Linked DNA regions of Ovis aries: region 2 is linked to region 1. The links are chromatin contacts, called in public Hi-C maps. All regions are on one chromosome and are shown on one strand. Each heading gives the region's core, a stretch centred on a gene start, on an enhancer-like site or on the middle of the called end of the contact. The rest is flanking DNA. Distances are from core to core; before and after follow the strand shown. Region 1 holds the start of HK3 (hexokinase 3). Region 2 overlaps UIMC1 (ubiquitin interaction motif containing 1).

What was found. Hi-C and Micro-C count contacts between places; a contact is called where the count stands out from the background.
Region 2: a contact with region 1 is called in a Hi-C map of hypothalamus, with 2.4 times the contacts expected there. The contact joins the enhancer-like site here to the promoter of HK3 in region 1. A contact is called at or near these places in 5 of 16 Hi-C or Micro-C datasets (blood and hypothalamus).

What each region holds. Positions count from the first base shown.
Region 1 is chr5:36,076,582-36,081,633 of ARS-UI_Ramb_v3.0, forward strand. HK3 (hexokinase 3) reads right to left here and starts at 2,541. Exons shown (of 18, transcript XM_060415696.1): 1 at 2,453-2,541.
Region 2 is chr5:36,117,365-36,122,416 of ARS-UI_Ramb_v3.0, forward strand. The region is part of intron 10 of UIMC1 (ubiquitin interaction motif containing 1); the gene reads right to left. Among named protein-coding and RNA genes, the nearest start is that of HK3, 41 kb to the left of the region's middle. Within about 2 kb of position 3,022, at least 5 of the 54 cell types and tissues checked have an H3K27ac peak or open chromatin away from gene starts, as enhancers often do. A contact at or near this core is called in hypothalamus, where this site is marked.

The sequences.
Region 1 (5,052 bases), core at 1,291-3,790:
CAGAAAAGGGTTCCACTAGTGCTATGACTTTGGGCGTGTATGACTTTGCATTTCAGTTTCATTATGTGTAAAAAACAGGAGATGATAGTATCTACATTTGCAAGGTTGTCACCAGAGTTAAACAGAGTGACAATAGGGAAAATGCTTTGGGAACTGCGATGTACAACACAAACAACCTGGTGGGCTTCAGAAGGTGGGATGACGCTGACCTGAAAGAGCCCTGTGCTCAAAGTTGAGGACACAGCTCTCCACAGAGTGGCAGCACCAGGCCTCTCCATCTCATGCATGCATGCTAAGTCGCCTCAGTCGTGTCTCTTTGCGACCCTAGGAACTCTAGCCCGCCAGGCTCCTCTGTCCATGGGATTCTCCTGGCAAGAATACTGGAGTGGGTTGCCACACCCTCCTCCAGGGGATCTTCTCGACCCAGGGATTAATATCTCTTGCACTGACAGGGGTGTTCTTTACCACTAGCACCACCTAGGAAGACCCTCTCCATCTCAAGGCCTTTTTTTTTTTTTCATCTGGATATGAATTATAAGGGGACCAGGAAGTTTCCAAAGAAGACTTCAGTGATTCAAGTGTCCTTCAGGGGTGGTGCACTGGAGGGCCCAAGATGGGCAGAAGGCATCTGGCCCTCTCCTATAACAGGTAAACTTTGGGAAAGCTGCCTTCCCACCATCGCAACCTCTCCCCACCTGTCACTCCCAACACATCCATGAATTTGCCCTTCCTATTGTCACCTGTGATCTCCTGATGGCCCAATTCCAGCCTTTTCCTCAGTCCTCACCCTTCTGTCCTCTCAGGCATGCAAAGCCATGAGACTTCTCTTCACTGCAAAGTTCTCTCTCTTAGATGCGCCCACCAGTCTTTCCTGGCCTCCTTCCTGAGTCTCTCATAGTCTTCATCAATAACTCCTTTACTTTGCTCCTCTTAAACAATGCGGCTCTCAAGTTTCTGGCCATAGCCTGCTTCTCCAATGCTTCCTCTTTATCTCACTCATCCCCAAGGACTGATTAAAACCTCTGTGTGAAGGTTCTCAAATCTACCCCTGTTCTGAGCCAAATTCCAATGGTTTGTTAGCATCTCTGGATGCTGGAGAAGCTTCTTCAAACTCAATGGTCAAAATCACATTCATTTTCTCCTTCACTTTTCCTCATGAAATTCTTCTCCTGTCCTTCACCTTGGCTGGAGGCATTCATGTTGCCTCTATACATCCCTGGCCTTCATTTCCTCTATGCAATCATTTCTCAGGATGAAAAAGCTGAGAGTGGAAAGAGCTCCCCTGTGCGTCCCCACCTCCCGGTTCCCACAGACACTGTCCTAGACCTCCTACTCACCTTACTATTCCAACAGTCTCCTAATTGATACTCTTGCTCCTGTGTGTCTACCTCCCCACCCTACCCACAACAAACATGTCACCCAGAGTGACTGTGCAAAAATAGACTTTATCATGTCATTCCCCAGTCCCATCTCCCCTAAGAAAGGAAGACAACCTTCACACTGTGATGGTTTCTACTGCAGAAAAAAACAAGTCCCCAACACTTTATTGTGGCATTGCAGGCCCCTGACATTGTCCTCAACCCAAGCTTCCTCTTTTGCTCCTCCCCTTCATATTCCAGACACACTACGAGCTTTGTCCTATCTCTGGCTGTTCAGCCTTTGTTCACACCCTTCCCTAGAATTGCTGTGTCTGAGTCATTATTTCTTCAGTGCCCAGCACAGAGCTTGGCCAAAGCAGCTGCCAGTAAAACTTGCCTAACAGCCAAAAAAATTGAGAGATGGGGAGTTTTTTCTTATTCAGAGAACCAAGAAATCAGTTTCCAACAATTCTCCCCAAAGTCACATATACCTATACTCTCTCTCAAATCTGTCAAACATATGTTCCACATATGTTAGAGGTCTCTTTTGAGGATAAAATGGGGTAAATAAGGCAATTATATTTGGGAGAGGAAGGCCTAGGGATACACACATGGTGAGATTTCACTCTCCTTTCGAGGCCCAGCTAGCTCATTCATTCATTCATTCATTCACTCTCTTATTCATTCCTTCTTCTATTCAATATTTATTCAGCACTTCTACACATCAGAGACTATAAAGCTTCCCTCAAGTAACCCATGTTTACACTTCTGGTAAATGCATTCATTTGTGTCTCTTCTAGCTGAGTCCCTATGGTGAGGGACATGTCTCCCACATCACTAGATCCCTGAACCCAGCCTAGGGTCTCATGTTTGAATAACTAGGGGCCTCTTGGCATTATTCAGCTGAGTCAGCTACATTGAACAGGCCTTCCTTCTGAAAGGTATGCCAGGGACCTCTACCAAGGATGGGAACCACCACTAAAGAAGAGCCAACTTAGTCTTTCCAGCCTCCACTCATCCAGGATGGCCTAAGTAGGAGAGATGAGAGCAAGGGGCTGGAACTGAGGTTGGCAGTAATTAGAGAAGGATCTTACCTGGGAGAAGCAGCAGTTGGTCACTCTCCTTAGATCTGAGCTCTTCTTTCTCAACGAGACATCCACTGGCCTGGTTTGCACTCCAAAGTGAAACTCACCAGTGATATGAGTTACAATGTCACCAAGCCCCACCCTCTCACTAGACACCAGCTAACTCAGGAAGGTGCACTTCCCTCTGAGTCTGTCTTAAGGGGAGGCTGGGTTAGGCAGGACCATGGTGCAAATTTAAGCAAGATCACCACAGGAAGTTGAGAGTTTTGAACTGAGTCAAGAGCCCTAGGATATCCCCTCTGCAATGCTGGGAAGCTCCATCCATTTTACAGGCACTCCGAGTCTGAGTTCTGAAGTGCTGGCTTACCACTGGAAAGGAACTAGAGGAACCTAACCTGGGAAATACGCAATTCAATGGACAATTTTCCAAAACATGGAAGGACTTACTAAATGAACAAGAGGCAATGTGGGAGTACAAGAGGAAGAGACTAACCCTGCCCCAGAGTGGGCAGAAATTGAGGAAGCTGAGCACTGAAGGAAGAGTGGGAGTGTGTCCTTGACAAAGAGAACAACATGTACAAAATCACGGAGCACAAGGCAACTTCATGGAATTGGGGTTCAGCTCCAAGGACCTCAAGATGACACATGTAGGTGAGGATATATGGTGGGATGAGAGGCAGCCAGACTGGAGTTTAGTCTATAGGCCAAGAGGTTAACAGTAGGTTCACACTGTGGGACTTCCCTACCAGAAGGGGAAGAGGAATCTCAAGCTGCAGTGGAGCTGTGGGCTAGCCAGCTGGTTTTCCCTGAATGTCTTCTGGAATGTGCAGAAAGCTGGGATATCACTGTGCCCAGTGTTGTGGTCTAAACAGTTTTGTCCCTCACCCCCACCAACCTAATCCTTATGTTGAAAGCCTCATGCTGAAGATGATGGTATTAGGAAGTAGGGTCTTTGGGAGGTGATTAGGTCCTAAGGGTGAAACCCTAATGAATGGGACCAGTGTTCTCATCATATGTCACTGAGAGCTCCCTTGCCTCTTCTGCCATGTGAGGATACAGGAAGTGGGTGGTCTGCAACCTGGAAGAGGGCCTTCATCCATGTTGGCACATTGATCTTAGATGTCCAGCTGCCAGAACTGTGAGAAATACATTCCCATTGTTTATAAGCCACTCAGTCTGTGGTAGTATTTAATAGCAAGCCAAATGGACTGAGACACCTACCCACCATGGTAACTAGACATAGTGCACCAATTTCCCTCGAAATTGGTGAGCAGATACTTTAAAACTTCCGGCTACCTCATCAACAGTAACCCTACCATTAACCATAACAGTACTCGGCCTACACATGACACCAGGATGGAGACCGAGGATGATACCTGTTCTGTCAGTCTGGGGCATGACTGGACCTGGAAACATGCCAGACATCAGCCCCACTGCACAGTTCAGTGGGCAGCAATCAGGCAGATAAGCTCTAAAGGCAGGAAAATTGGGAATGGGGGTGGGGAGGACAGAGTGGCCGTCATTCACAACATAGCAGCCTGCCTAGCCTGGGGCTCGTCTCTCTCAACTTTGTTTAGTTAGGAGAGAACACAGAACTGAATGCCAAAGGCCCAGCTGTGATTCATGCTGACAGTTTGCTCTCTCCTGAACCTGAGTGAGGATACATCCCTGACAAGCAATGCCAGGGCTCTTTGTCTGTATTTCTGGAGTCCCATGTCTATTTCCCCAGCAGCAGGGGTCCCAGTACCCTAGGCAGAGTGTCAAAGAAGGCCTATGTCAGAGCCTATGCAGGGAGGAAGCAGCCTGGGCTTGGGGTCTGTGAACTACTGTGACAGCCCTGACTGGAGCAGAGGCATAGCAGGGATCAGCAGTTCTCTTCAGACCAGATGACCACTGACCAACAAGGGGAAGGACAAGTCCTGACAAGGGTCCTCATGGACCCTAAGCGCCAATCTCCAGCTGTTCAGGGGGAACTAAGGAAACAGGAGAGGCAGATAGCTGGGGGAAACGTGGGCTGTAGCCCAAGTACCATGGCTGGGATGAGAGCCAGGCCATCCTTGTTCTGAGCTGCTCCCAGGCTTGCTTCTCACAGCTGACAGTGCCCCAAGGCCAGGCACACAGGCCCTCAAGCCCAAATAAGCTTCCTGCCTTTCCCCCCATGCCCTTTTACTCCAGCTCTCCTATACCCATCAAGCTGCTCTTTACTGTTAAGTGTTTTGTTCATGCTGATCTGCCTGGATTGACTCCCTCTTTGCCCCATCCAGCTTTTCCACTTAACTTTTCTTCATTCTTTAAATTACACCTTAGACATCAACAATGCTGGGAGCCTTCCCAGACAAGCTCCTCCTGGCCCTGATCCTAGCTGAGTAGCAGCCTATTGATCCCATAGTGTCTTGATCTCCCTGTATCATTGCATTGACTACAATCTATCAATAGAATGTTTGCCTTCCCCTACTGCACTGTGGACTCTCAAAGAATGATTCTTATTTGTCTTTGGCGCCCCTGTTCTAGATCTAACATGAGATGAAAACTGAAGATGAAAGTTGTCCAGTTGTATCTGACTCTGCAACCTCATGGACTGTAGCCCACTAGGCTTCTCTGCCCAAGGG
Region 2 (5,052 bases), core at 1,772-4,271, 41 kb after region 1:
CAGAAGTGCAGTGAATAAAAATGCTAGCTCTCGAGTCAGGTAGACTTGGGTTTGGACTTAGACTCTGTTGCTTAACTATCTGATGCTGGACAAGAACTAAACTTCTCTAATACCAGATTCCTCATGGATAAAATAGAAATAACAAAAATACTTAACCTCTAAGAGTCCCTTGGACTGCAAGGAGATCCAACCAGTCCATTCTAAAGATCAGTCCTGGGTGTTCATTGGAAGGACTGATGCTAAAGCTGAAACTCCAATACTTTGGCCACCTCACGCGAAGAGTTGACTCATTGGAAAAGACTCTGATGCTGGGAGGAATTGGGGGCAGGAGGAGAAGGGGACGACAGAGGATGAGATGGCTGGATGGCATCACCGACTCGATGGATATGAGTCTGAGTGAACTCCGGGAGTTGGTGATGGACAGGGAGGCCTGGTGTGCTGCAATTCATGGGATCACAAAGAGTCGGGCACGGCTGAGCGACTGAAATGAACTGAACTGAACTGAAGATACTTACAGTCCTGACTGTGGTTCTATGAAAATTATAAAGAAGATAACACCTAATATTAATTTCTTGAACTTTCTTCTTTCTTAAAATGCTCTAGATGCCTGAATTAAAATGTGTGACTAAATCATGAAGTGAGAGAACTTCTCTTTAGTAGTTTTTAGCTGTTAATATTCCTTCAACACATAATGCTCTGGGTATTATTTAGGTGTTAATAAGAACTATTTTATTTTTTCAAGGAAGGAATAAGCACATCTAGAAGAAAAAAACAGGCTAAAAGAAATCCTGATGTCTGGCTCTTTAGCAGCAAGTCACAATGAGTAGGGATAACTAAAACAAAGACAAAGTCAAGGTTTAGAGGAACAAAATGGGAAGAGTGAAGACACTGAGGACTAAAGCAGACATGGATTGCAGTCACACTGCCATCTCACATGCCACACCATACAGTAACCTTACTGTTTGTTACACATCATAGCAGAGCTGATACAAGGAAATGTTCTACAGAAAGGGGGAATGAAAATTACCTGAATTGAAGACAATTCAGATGACAAGCATGGAGGAATGGGACAGGACCACACAGTTTTGTTACATTATTCATACAAGAGGAGAGAGTTGCATGCAAAAGAGTTACAAGCAACGGAACATCACAAGTCTGGAATGGAAGTATTTGATCTAAGGGTTCATCCAGTGGCTAAAAGTTATGATGTATTTCTATGTTAGTAGGCATTCAAATAAGACAATGGCCTCTACAGAAACACTGAACAGTCTGGAGTCAAGTCTATCAAAGACAAATCTACTTTAGATGTATTACTTCCAGCTCGTACTGACCTCTGTACTAGACCACCATCTCTTCCTACCTCTCAGCTTCCTTCTCCCACTATCAGCAGCAATGAATTTTTTACAATTTCTCCTTGTAGCCCTCTCCTTAATTACATGGATTCCAATACTCTTTTCTCCATACCAGTGCCAGTGATTAGGCATCTTTCTACAGGATCAGCCCTGCCTCTGCTTTAAGAAATAAAAGCTCTGACTGTTTAAACACAAGAAGGGGGTGCTGTGCCAAGCTGCACAAATTTGTAAACTTGGTAAGAACTGATGGGTGGGTGGGAAAAACCTGGAAAGCACCTTTGAAGCAAAAGACAAATACCATTTCTAAAGAACTTACATAAATTGATAAGAAAAATATTAAGAACCCAATAGATACTTGGGAAAGTTCAGATAACAATTTTTCAAAGAAGAAATACAAGTTGGCTTTTTTAAAAAAGAAACAAATTCAACTGTACTAATCAAAGAAATATAAAATTTAATGAAATATCACTGATTATCTAATGAATATATCATGCTTTAAAAACAAAAAAGAAAAAGTAACATTCCTCAGTATCTGTAATGGTGTGGTGAAAGGAAAACTGTCATGTGTTGCCAATGAGAATTTAAACGAGTAGAATCTTCTGAAAACAGTCTTAAAACTTTATATATATAATCCAGTAATTTTACTTTTTGTAGTGTGGTTTAAAGAAAAAATCAGAAATTCAAACAATTTACACCTAACAAGGCTTGTTGCTATTTTAGATGCACATTTTCAATAAAGGGGGGGGGGTTAAAAACCCACACCTGATATTAGTGCCTCTATTTTAGCATTTCAACTAATTTGTATCATATTTAGTCATGTCCAAGTCGGTCTGCCTCACTGGACTGTGAATTTCCTGAATACAAATTTGAGGTTCAATCAGCTCTGTGAGCACTTATCACCTTATCACCCTGTGAACACTCCCAGCACCTAACAGAAAACTTCATTAACAGCAAATTAATCAATGACTGACTTCAAAGACACATAAACACACACATAAAGGACATGAACAAACACTAAATCTATAACCGACCTAATTTTTCCACAATTTGGAATAAACTCAATTCCATGAGATTATTATAGGAATAAGTTAATAGATTGCAGTAATTACAACCTACAATCATGCTCCTTTATCCTTTCTTCCTGCCTGGAACACAGATTTAAGGTCTAGAGATAGAACAGCCATCTTGAAACCATAAGTCAAGAAGCTACAAGTCAAGGACTGCAGAGCTGAAACAGAAAAGCTTTGGTCCGCATTACGTCACTGAGCCACTACCTCACTCCAGATATCTTGTTATGTGAGAAAAAGAAACCTTACATGTTAAACTCACTTAATTACATTAATTAATATGGTGTTTTCTGTTATCAGAATTGATAAAATTTTCTGATAGATACTAACAGGGTTTTCCGTTATTTGTTGTGACATATTAATAAATGATACATAACCATCCACTTGATAATAGTAACTAAACCAGGGGTGGTTACTTAAAGACCATCAGAGTCTTTCTTAGATTGATTTATGGTCTCAGGAGAAAGAACTCCTTTTTTCCCATTAAAGGCTAAAACTCTATGGCTAAAAAAAAATAAATAAACAAAACTCTATGGCTGCTGGCAGACACTGCCTGTCCCTTAACAATAACAAAGTCTATCTGTTGAATGGAGAAAAGCAGAGCCAAAAGACAGAGAAACATCATCTCAGCTCCCAGATTTGGCTCAGCCTGAAGCCTATCCCAGGCTTCCTAATTATTATGCAAACTAAATTCTCTTTTTTGCTTAAGATTACCAGGGCTTCCCTGGTGGCTCATATGCTAATGAATTTGTCTGCAATGAAGGAGACTTGGGTTTGATTCCTGGGTTGGGAATACCCTCTGAAGAAGGGAATGGCTACCCACTCAAGCATTCTTGCCTGGAGAATTCCATGGACAGAGGAAAGCCTGGCAGGCTATAGTTCATGGGGTTGCAAAGAGTCAGACATAACCGAGTGACTAACACTTTCACTTTTCACTTGAATTGCATTTCCAACACTCGCACCCAAAAGAGTCCTATATACTACACTGGTGTAAACACGTAAATAATTTTTTACAGGTTGAAAAAATACCTTGTCCTATATCAACTCATATAATTCAAGTTACATTTGTCATTCTCCAACTGCTTACTATTTATTTTCATTATGTCCATACTACAACCACACTGAATTGTGTGCTCTTTTGTACACCTTTCATGTTTTCCTATTTATATGATTTGATTTTTGCCTGCTGTTTTACATTAATGCCTTTCTTCTAAATCTCTAATCACATTTCTTCTGAAACATCACAGAATTTATCTTTATGCCCCTTAGTAGTTTTGATCTTGCATTACAGTTATTCATGTGTATGTCTTATCTACCCAACAGTACTATAATCTCACTTTGTTTGGATTTGTATATATCCCCACAGGTCAGTGTGTTTCCATAATCCATGCTATTTCTACTAAACTTAAGCTACTTCCTAACAATACACCTAACTACTGACATGTATTATTAACACCTCTATAGTTAGTTGTCAACAGTAATATACTTAATCCTCCTAGATACCACAAAAGCCACATTAACACAAGTGAGAAGAATGAATGGGAGTACAAATTACATTCAGGTAGGCATATACATACATATAAAACTGAAAAAGTCAACTCTTCAATTTAAGAAATGTTTTACCTAGAGACGTTCAGGTTTTCTGATTTTTGATGAGTCACCCACGTCAAACCTATTCTAGGTCTCAGTATTTCTCTGATATTTCTCAGGCAAATCTCCATTAAGGATTCTTACCTCTACCCGTATAGTCAAAGCTATGGTTTTTCCAGGACTCATGTATGGATATGAGAGCTGGACTATAAAGAAAGCTGAGCACTGAAGAATTAATGCTTTTGAACTGTGGTGTTGGAGAAGATTCTTGAGAGTCCTCTGGACTGCAAGGAGATCAAACCAGTAGGAAATCAATCCTGAATATTCAATTGGAAGGACTGATGCTGAAGCTGAAGATCCAATACTTTCGCCACCTGATGCGACGAGCTGATTCACTAGAAAAGACCCTGATGCTGGGAAAGGTTGAAGCAGGAGAAGGGGATGACCCAGGACAAGATGGCTGGATGGCATCACCAACTCAATGGACATGAGTTTGAGCAAGCTCTGGGAGATGGTGAAGGACAGAGAAGCCTGGCATGCTGCAGTCCATGGGGTCGCAAAGAGTCAAGACATGACAGAGCAACTAAACAACAACCCATGTGCTTACGCACCATTATGTTTCCATGAAATATCCATGAAGAGAAAATCCACTCCTAGCAGTATTCACACCTCTGTATCTAGGCCCAAAGAGTATATAGTTAATGCCTTCAGCTTTCCTAACTCCGCTAGGATCTATTTCTCACTAACTTATTCTTAGCACTTTGGCCCTAATGCCTTTCCCTGTCTTTCATCCTTCTTTTAGCTCTAGCTGAAATATTGAACAATAACAGCAGCTACCATTTACTGAATATCTAAAACAATCCAGACACAGTGCTGGGTACTTTATAAAAGTATTTCTGATTCTCATGACAATACTAATGATGCTAGACTAATTTTACAAATAAGGAACCTGATCCTCAAAGAGTAAGGTAATTTGTCAAATATTACCCAGCTGACCAGTATTACAGCTGCAATTTAAGTTCAGATCTACCTAGTTCCAAGCC